Regions from separate parts of the Ovis aries genome. Here region 1 is linked to region 2. Evidence: chromatin contacts called from public Hi-C data. All regions are on one chromosome and are shown on one strand. Each heading gives the region's core, a stretch centred on a gene start, on an enhancer-like site or on the middle of the called end of the contact. The rest is flanking DNA. Distances are from core to core; before and after follow the strand shown. Region 1 overlaps LOC106991526 (a long non-coding RNA gene). Region 2 has its middle 320 kb from the start of AKR1E2.

The links. Hi-C and Micro-C count contacts between places; a contact is called where the count stands out from the background.
Region 1: a Hi-C map of tail adipose tissue shows a contact between it and region 2, with 2.2 times the contacts expected there. The contact joins two enhancer-like sites. A contact is called at or near these places in 2 of 16 Hi-C or Micro-C datasets (liver and tail adipose tissue).

What each region holds. Positions count from the first base shown.
Region 1 is chr13:44,126,848-44,131,087 of ARS-UI_Ramb_v3.0, reverse strand. The region is part of intron 1 of LOC106991526 (a long non-coding RNA gene); the gene reads left to right. Among named protein-coding and RNA genes, the nearest start is that of KLF6, 53 kb to the left of the region's middle. Within about 2 kb of position 1,772, at least 13 of the 54 cell types and tissues checked have an H3K27ac peak or open chromatin away from gene starts, as enhancers often do. A contact at or near this core is called in tail adipose tissue, where this site is marked.
Region 2 is chr13:43,808,987-43,813,747 of ARS-UI_Ramb_v3.0, reverse strand. No RefSeq gene overlaps it. Among named protein-coding and RNA genes, the nearest start is that of AKR1E2, 320 kb to the right of the region's middle. Within about 2 kb of position 1,852, at least 40 of the 54 cell types and tissues checked have an H3K27ac peak or open chromatin away from gene starts, as enhancers often do. A contact at or near this core is called in tail adipose tissue, where this site is marked.

The sequences.
Region 1 (4,240 bases), core at 523-3,022, 320 kb before region 2:
TGAGTCATGCTGTCTTGTGACCAGCCAGGCACTGTTCCAATCAGAGGGACTGTTAAGATCTCTGACAACAGAACCTGTCATTGTTTGAAGAGCAGATTTCCACAGTGACCTGTACGCTTGGTGATCCAGGCTTCTGTGAGTAACAAAATGCATTCCCATCCCTGATGAATGGCAGAGTGCTAGTGATGAGGTAGCACTTAGTAAAGCTGACTCATTTCCTCATTTACAGATGAAAGGGATTGTCCAAGAAACAACAATCCCCCAGGTAAGTCATGATTCCTTCAGGTAATATGTGGCGAGTTTTTTCAAAGCAAAACTGACCTGTAACACTGTCTTGTCAGCAACGAGGACAATGAAAAAGCAAATTTCTTTATGAAATAATGTCAAAAGTCAGGTCCATTTTTATCCTTGCTACTGCTAAGTCGCTTCAGTCGTGTCTGACTCTGTGAGACCCCATAGATGGCAGCCCGCCAGGCTCCCCCGTTCCTGGGATTCTCCAGGCAAGAACACTGGAGTGGATTGCAATTTCCTTCTTCAATGCATGAAATTGAAAAGTGAAAGTGAAGTCGCTCAGTTGTGTCCAACTCTTCGAGATCCCATGGACTGCAGCCCACCAGGCTCTTCCATCCATGGGATTTTCCAGGCAAGAGTACTGGAGTGGGGTGCTGTTGCCTTCTCCGATTTTTATCCTTAACCATTGCTGATTTCAGATGCTACTCATAAGAAAGAATTCCTGTGGCGGAATCAGGAGTAAAGACGATGGAAATTTTCCCATCAACTGAAATGTAGAATCAACATCAACTTTCCTTTTTATTTTCCACCAGACATGTTTGCTGGTGACATTACAGCTGTTACTCTGGACATCTGGGGGACATCTGTGTGGGAAGTGTGGGGTACCCCCTCCATATTGATGGACAGTCTAGATTCACGGGGCTGGGGGATTTCTAGCCAAGGTGGGTGGACTTGAACTGACTCAGAGGCCACTGACATCTTGGGAAAGCACTCCTTCTCCTTGACTGGCTGTCTTTAGCTCTTTTATCTGTTTTACAATCAGGCTGCCTTTACAAACACATTCCTCCAAGCCTGTTTGGAGTATATTTATTTTTTAACATCCGAGAACCTTGTTGGGAGAAAAACATTAGATCAACACAATCCTCTGAATATCACCCAAAGTCGTAGCTCATTTCTTAGGTTAAATTTTACGAGGACTTTTTTTTTTTTAAGTATAAACTAATAAAGTATAAATTAAAGTATAATTGATTTGCAATGTTTCAGGTGCACTGCAGATTGATTCAGTTATACATCTGTCTATCTAGTCATCGGCTACTTGTCCCCATTCTTTTCCATTACAGCCTGTTACGAGATACCGAATCCAGTTCTCTGCCCTATACAGGAGGTCCTTGTTGTTTACCTGTTCTGTATGTACTAGTGTGTGTCTGTTAATGCCATGTGGACTTTGCAGCAGTGGAAACAGGCTCGTCTAACTAGGATTTCATTATTTTCACTCATTTATATTGTAATAACATGTCACTTGCTCTCTGTTGCCTCTCTCCCTACTTGGCGTTCCTTCTTCTGAATTCTCTTGTAACTCTAACAGCTGTGCCATTAATTCTTTTTGTCGTTGGGAAATCACGAATTATGAAACATTAAACTGAGTGCATTTAAAAATAACCTAGGCTTCCCTGCCGTTTGGGAAAGGCCACTGGCTTGTTTGGGGTTGCTAATGGGAATAAATGGCCACGTGTAGAGTACTTCTAGAGCCAGCTTGTTTGCCCGGAGGAAAGAATTCATTGAATAGCCACAGATGACATTCCAGAACATCAGCCAACCACTTCCCAACAGGGTACCGTTGGGTCATCACAAGGCCTGCCACCACCCCTGGCAGCGGGACTCCACATACCTTCCCATGGCAGAGGTCAGGTTGCAGGAGGTCAACATGGGCATTCAGGGCAAGAGCTTGTCTTAGTGATCTTCACTCTGGTTTCTTGATAAAAGGCCATTGGAATTTTTAAGTCTCTGGAAATCCATGGGACTCTACTTTCTTTTTTAAAGGTGTTTTCTATGCTTTGCAATGACTTCTTCGGGTGAACTTCGGTCTAAATATTAACAGGATGGTGTGTGCGTTTTGGGCGTGTGTAGGGGGAGTAATTTCAAATATACTTCAGGGCCCAGAAGAGAATTGTCACTTTGCATGTCTTCCTTCCTTGTTGACAAATCATGGCGCTCTTACTCCCTATCTGGAATCTGAGACTCTGCCGAGGCAGTGCGTTGATCCCCAGGACAGTTAGTGCACCAGGTAGACGCTAAGCTTCCTCATTTCCCCTCCCCTCATCTGTTTCACAAACTGGACAACTCTGTTTTGATCTGCCTTCCTATAAGAGCTCATCGGAGCACAAATAGATAAATTATTTAGAAGAGACCATCAAAGCTGAGCCCAGGAACAGGTTGGTGCCTCCTCGTGTGGTCACTGAGCCGAGAAGCTGGGTTGGGGCTCAGGTGATATGAGGTGCTGGTCCAGGTGGGTCCTCCTCGGGATTCTCTTGACTGAGAGCATCTTCCTGGAGCCCAGACACCGAGATGCCTGTGTTTGGGGGTAGGGAGTCCCTTGGACAGCAAGAAGATCAAACCAGTCCATCCTAAAGGAAATCAGCCCTGAATAGTCATTGGAAGGACTGATGCTGAAGGTGAAATTCCAATCTGTTGGCCACCTCATGCAAAGGGCTGACTCATTGGAAAAGACCCTGATGCTGAGAAAGATTGAAGGCAGGAGGAGAAGGGGACAGAGGATGAGATGGTTGGATGGCATCACCGATTGGATGGACATGAGTTTGAGCAAGCTCTGGGAGTTGGTGATAGACAGGGAAGCCTGGCATGCTGCCATTCATGGGGTTGCAAAGAGTCGGCCATGACTGAGTGACTGAACAATGACCTCTATGCAGGTGGTGAAGTTTAAATGAGGTGACCAGAGAGATTTTCTCGTGATAGGGTTAGAGTCCTCAGGGTAAGAGAGCAGAGAACTTCGTTTCCCACCTCCCATTCTGTCTGTCTGTCTCCCTCCCTCTGTCTCTCTCCTGTCTGTGAATGAGGACACAGTGAGGAGGCAGCTATCTGCAAGCCAGAAGAGACGGCTCACCGGCACTCGGCCAGGCCTCCAGCCTCCAAAACCCTGAGAGACAAAGTCCTATTGTTTATGCCACCTGGACTGTAGGACTCAGCTAAGCCAGACGAGCCGACAGGGACAAAGCCCATTTGCCCACCTGCACACGGAGGGCCTCTCCCTCCAAGGGGCCAGCCCTGCTCTCCCCACCTGCCCTCTGCTGGGCAGTGCTCTGGGCCTTCTACAGCGTTCCTGCCTTCCACCTGGATTAGAAGCTCCAAGCTCAAGACTCCAGTAACAGGCCGTATCATGATTTGCACCCCTTGGGTACTAGCCAAGTACATTTCTCACACTATAAAGTGTAATATTTGCTGATTGATTAACTAGTCTGAGAGATGATGAGCTAAATTGGACCTGATATGTTGCAATAGTTTGTTTTTACTTTGGTTTCAGAATTGGCAAAGAAACATGGGGATAATTGTGCACAAAATTTCTTTCTATTTGGTGATATTAATGTGCAGTTTCTTTTTCTCCTGGAATGATCTAGACAGAGAGGGTTACCTCAGCCCTGCCTTTTAGTCTGCATGTGGACATAGAATGGGGCCCAGGACACCAGAGTCTACTAAAAGCTGGCTTAATTGTCTTTGAACGAAGGCCATTTTATCAATCATATTACAATCCATTAAATTATCTGATACTAGATCAGAGTGCCTTCATGCTATTCTCTTTATAATTATTCAATCTCTGTTTTGTAGAAAATGGGGAAAATTCCTTGAACCAGAAATGACTCCTTTCTACTTTGTGTTCCCTTTTTCGCTCTGGGTGAAATATGCTAAACTCTTTACTCCGGACCACTCGATTTAAGTGGTGCAGGATTTTCAATTAATGATGATACCTTGGACTTGATCAGAAAGTCAAGCCACAAGAACTGAAGCTCCAAGGGATTATTACTTTTTAATTCTTTGTACAGCAAGACTGTGTGTCAAAAAATAATCCCAAAGGATTTTTCATTCACTCTTCTAACCTAAAATGACCCTCTGCTTAATTTAACATGCTAGATGTACGTCACGGAATCATGAGTTACCTTTTCTATTTACGTGTAAAAATCAGTTTTAGTTCAGACGATATTTGGGGGACATTTGC
Region 2 (4,761 bases), core at 603-3,102:
GCTGGGTGCACTGGATGACTGTGTGTGTGCAGGTGCTGAAGATGGATGGGGCAGGTGCAAAGCTTCCTGAGTCCAGGGTGGGATGGAGTGTATAAGGGGAGGAAGGAGAGTCACACATGAATGTCGAGCCAAGTCTGAACTTCGCTGCCACAAACACAATCTGGATTTATCACTGGGACACAATGTGAAAGATCGCAATAAAACAACAGACTCTGACTCAAGGAACTCAAACTGGGGCTCTGTAACTACCTAGAAGGGTAGGAAGGTAAGGGGTGGAGGTGGGAGGGAGATTCAGGAGGGAGGGGACATATTTGTACCTATGACCCATTCATGTTGATGTATGGCAGAAACCAGCACAATATTGTAAAGCAATTATTCTTCAATGAAAAATAAATAATTAAAAAAAAACAGACTTCACCAAGCCTGATTCCAAATTTTTATGGTTTCTTAATGTACTAATTTCACACTGTTGATGGTAGGACAGATGTTATAGAATTACATGATAAAGACAGAAAACAGAGGGAATTTTAATACCCATTTTTAAAGAACTACTATGAAAATGTAAGCTAAATTTTTTAAAAGTCCTGGCATAGAGGACACTTCATTCATCCAGAAAGTCCTGGAAGGGGACTAGTTCATTCTCCAGCCACATCAGAAAGGAGGCATCACCTAGGACGCACACAGAGCAGCAGATTTTGTGATAGTTTGATGCTTTGAATGAAGTGAAAATGTTGCTTTTGATTCATCTTAATTTTAATGAACTAAATCAGTTTGCCTGGAGGCCTGCTGGCAATATGACACCCACTGTGGTGTCGTCTGGATTCCGTGTGTATAACTTGCCTTCTCAGATTGTTGGTTTAGCTGGCTTTCCCTTCCTTCCCATTCTGAGATCGACCCCCGACTCAAGCCCCAGATCGATAAGGAATATCACATTTCCTAATAGGAGGCTGTACACAGAGGGCTGCCTTGTGAGCTTCAGAAGTTCTGGCTGTCCTCAGCTGCATCCACACACAGCTGAGCTCCATCCTCATTCTGTCTGTGGTCCAGCTGAGGCATCGCATCTTGACTTGGAGGGCAGCGGCTGTGGCACCCTGCACGTGCCGCCTGAGGGTGGTCTCGGGGCCAGTGGGGGAGCACAGGCACGGGGTGTCTCTACGCTTGCTGTGAAGTCGATGTAGCAGGAAGCACGCAGAGGCACTCGTACTAGGTGAACATCGGTGTCCTTGTGAGGTCACTGATCTTTCATGCTGCCTCGTTTCAGGAAGGTTATAAAGTTCTTTTCCATCACAGGACACACTTTTACATCTGAAAACCCACTCTGAGTGAATGTTTTCGATTTCATGTGCATTCTAGGACCCGCTAACAAGGAACAGCAGTTGTTGGCAAGGGCAAAGCCTCAAGCCATGGGAGGATCAGCTGCTTCGCTCAGAGAGGGGTCCTGGCTTCACAGACTCTGCCCATCTCAGGGTCTGTAAGAGCGGTGCAGGGTCTACAGCCCCAGCGCCCTCTCCATTCATCGACTGGATGGGGTGGGGGCCAGCCAGATCTTAGCCCTCAGTGCTGCATCGGGAAAGGGACGCAGTAAGAACAGGCTTCCTGACCCAGCCCAGAGCTGCACGGCTAGCCCCGGGCACAGGGATTCCTCTGTTCTTCGTAGAGAGAAAGGGAATCCTGTTGACCTGCACCTCTCCTTGGGCCCAGGTTCATTTCATTTTGGGAACGGGTGTGGGAGGAGGAGTTGGAACTGCTGCCAGGCTTGCATTTCAGCAAATTGCCCGGCGGCCCAGCCCAGAGCCTGGGAACAGGGGAGACACAGCTCTGTGCACCACTGACATGACTCACTGGGGAGCAACCCCCTCCTCGCTGGGCCTCACTGTTTCTTTGGAAAACATTCCCCAGGGCTCTTGCAAGAGGATGACTCACGTCAGGGGGTATTTTTAGGAATCAGTTAACTTGCATTTAGCCCGGAGAGGCAGGATCCAATCGGAGAGGAGCTGAGAGCCGCTCCACATGAGCCATTCTGAATGCTGTAATTGGGCCGTGGTTTCTGGGTCTGCGGGTTGAGTCATCTTCTGGGGAAGCAGGAGGGAAAACAGAGTGAGACTGTTGCTACAACAGGGCGTCTGATAAGATGTGAAAGCCGCCAGTGCCAGGAAGAGCGTTATATTTATCTTTATAGGATCTCACCTGCCTGTTCCAGGCACGTCTTGGAACACTTGCTTAGGTTTTGCAGAGTCACTGCGTGGCATTTCGGGGGCTACATCAGAATATCAGCCCTGGTCTCACAGGCAGAGGCTCGTGAGACAAAACGCCCTTTCACACTAGGTCGACTCTGAGAGGTACTTGTATATTTATTTGCATCTTGTGTTTTTATCCCATGAAAGGAGAGAAAGGAGATATCTGGGTGGCTGGAACTCTCTACCCAGAAGGCTGGGAGCCTCCCTAATGCACACATACGTGTGTCTGCATGTGCACATGTGCAAGTCTGTGCACATATTTTGTGAATGTGTGATTGTGTGCTTGTCTATGTTTTGTTTGTGTATATATGGCTGTATGTGTATGTATTTGACTATGCGTATATGTGTGTGATTTCAGGCATGCGTATTGTTGTGTATGTCTGCATGTGTTTGATTGTGTGTATTGTATGTAGGTGTGTGGGCACATGTTTTCCTGTGCATGTGTGAGTATATATATTTATTGTGACCATGCGTGTGTATTTGATGTATATATGTGTGTTTGCATATACATGTATTTATCTGTGTGTGCCTGGGTGGTTGTGTGTAGGTGTGTGAGCACATGTTTTCCTGTGTGTGTGGGGGGGTATATATATTTGATGTATATATATCTACTGGGTCGATGTGTGTGCATTTGATGTGTATATGTGTTTGTGTATACATGCATTTATCTGTGAATGCCTGGGTGTTGGTTGTATGTATTGTGTGTTGGTGTGTGGGCACATGCTTCTCTGTATGTGTGTGTTTGGGTGTGCATGCTTCGTTACTACACAGCCAGTCCAGTTATGCACCTGCAGTTCTATCCAGAAGCCAGTGAGTGAGCCAGCGAGTGGCCTGTGGAGTTTTCAAAGCTGAGAAATAGAATCTTTGTTTCAGTTGCAGGACAAGGAAACTCTGCTCTCAAATGCCCAGAGAGGGATGTTTTGGTTTGATGAGGCTAACTACGGTGGCAAGAATTTCTCATCTTCCAGTAGTGATCAAAAGCCAAACAAAACAAACAGCAAAGCAGTGTCAAAAAACAAAAACAAAACCCTTTAAAAACTGTGCCTGTCCTGACTCCTATTTCTTTCACCGCTGCTGCCTTTCTCCTACATCCCGCCCCTCCCCCAACCCCCCAACCCCGCATGCTGACATCTCTTTCTTGAGTTGGCTTCCTGTGTGCGCAGGCTCCACCCATCCTCCGGGCATGTGAGCCTGTGCCGGCCCAGCTGCACCTGGCCGGCCCGGCATTTAACCACATCCATGAAGGTGAAGGCGCTTCTTCTCCAAGTGGAGCCCTGCTCACCGAGAGCTCTCCCAGCACATTCACAGCCGTTCCCTCTTTCTCCATCAGTATTATGAAACCAGATGGCACCTTTCCACTCCAGTGGGGAGCCACAGCAACCAATTTTAGAGAGTAAATTGCAAAGTTGATGTTTCCTTTTAAGTAAGCAAAGGATGACTGATCCAGTTCAGCCAAGAGAGAAGATCACATCTCAGATTTCACTTGACATTCAAGCCACTAAAAAGCAGTCCTACTTGAAAAAAGAAGAAAAACTCTGTGTGGGACTCTTACATTGAACTTTGACCATAGTTTTCTCCTTTGACTGTGGGTGAAAAGTAGAAATACCACATGGTCTCTGATAGTATTTCTGGCTTGACCAAAAATGAGGAAGTATTAGATGTTGCTGTTGTTCAGTCGCTGAGCTATGTCTGACTCTGTGACCCCATGGACTGCAGCACGCCAGACCTCCCTGTCCCTCACTATCTCCCAGAGTTTGCCCAAATTCATGTCCATTGAGTTGGTGATGCTATCCAACCATCTCATCCTCTGCCATCCCCTTCTTTTGTCTTCAATCTTTTCCAGCATCAGGGTCTTTTCCAATGAGTCAGCTGTTCATATCAGTATTAGATAATTCATGCAAAATCTTGTTTTGATGTAATTTCCAGTCATCATTCCAGACTCAAAAATATTTGGCTAGCCTGGAGGAGCAGCTGAACCCCAAGATAGTAATATTATCCAAATGGCCACTATTTAAGAATTGCTAATTATGAAAATGAGCTTTCCAAATAAAATTTGTTAAATTGCAGTTGAGTGCTCCCATTTGGGTACAAAGAGGATAAGAACAAAAGGGAATTTTTAAAAAATATGTACCCTTTACTTTCCACAGGTGTAACATCCAAACTGCCTATATACTTACTTCAGTCACTGTCCTTTATCCTCCAAATTCCCAAGAACTCTCTTTCTGCAAGGCACATGGATGGGCACAGTACTTCCCTCCCCCTTGTGTCAGCTGAATGGCCAGGCCTTGATACTTGCACATTTCCCCACTACTGTTGCTCAGCTCATAATCACAGAAAAATGAATTATGGCCCTGCCTACACAGTATTATCTCTACAGTAAACATAAAATACAGTAATCAATGTGAGGTTGTTTTTGTACATGAATGAAAGCACTGGAAAGAAAGTCTTTACATGTGCTTTTAAGTGGTGATACTTCAAGCCCAAAATAACATGAAACCTATTAACTGCCTCCAGCCATCTTCCA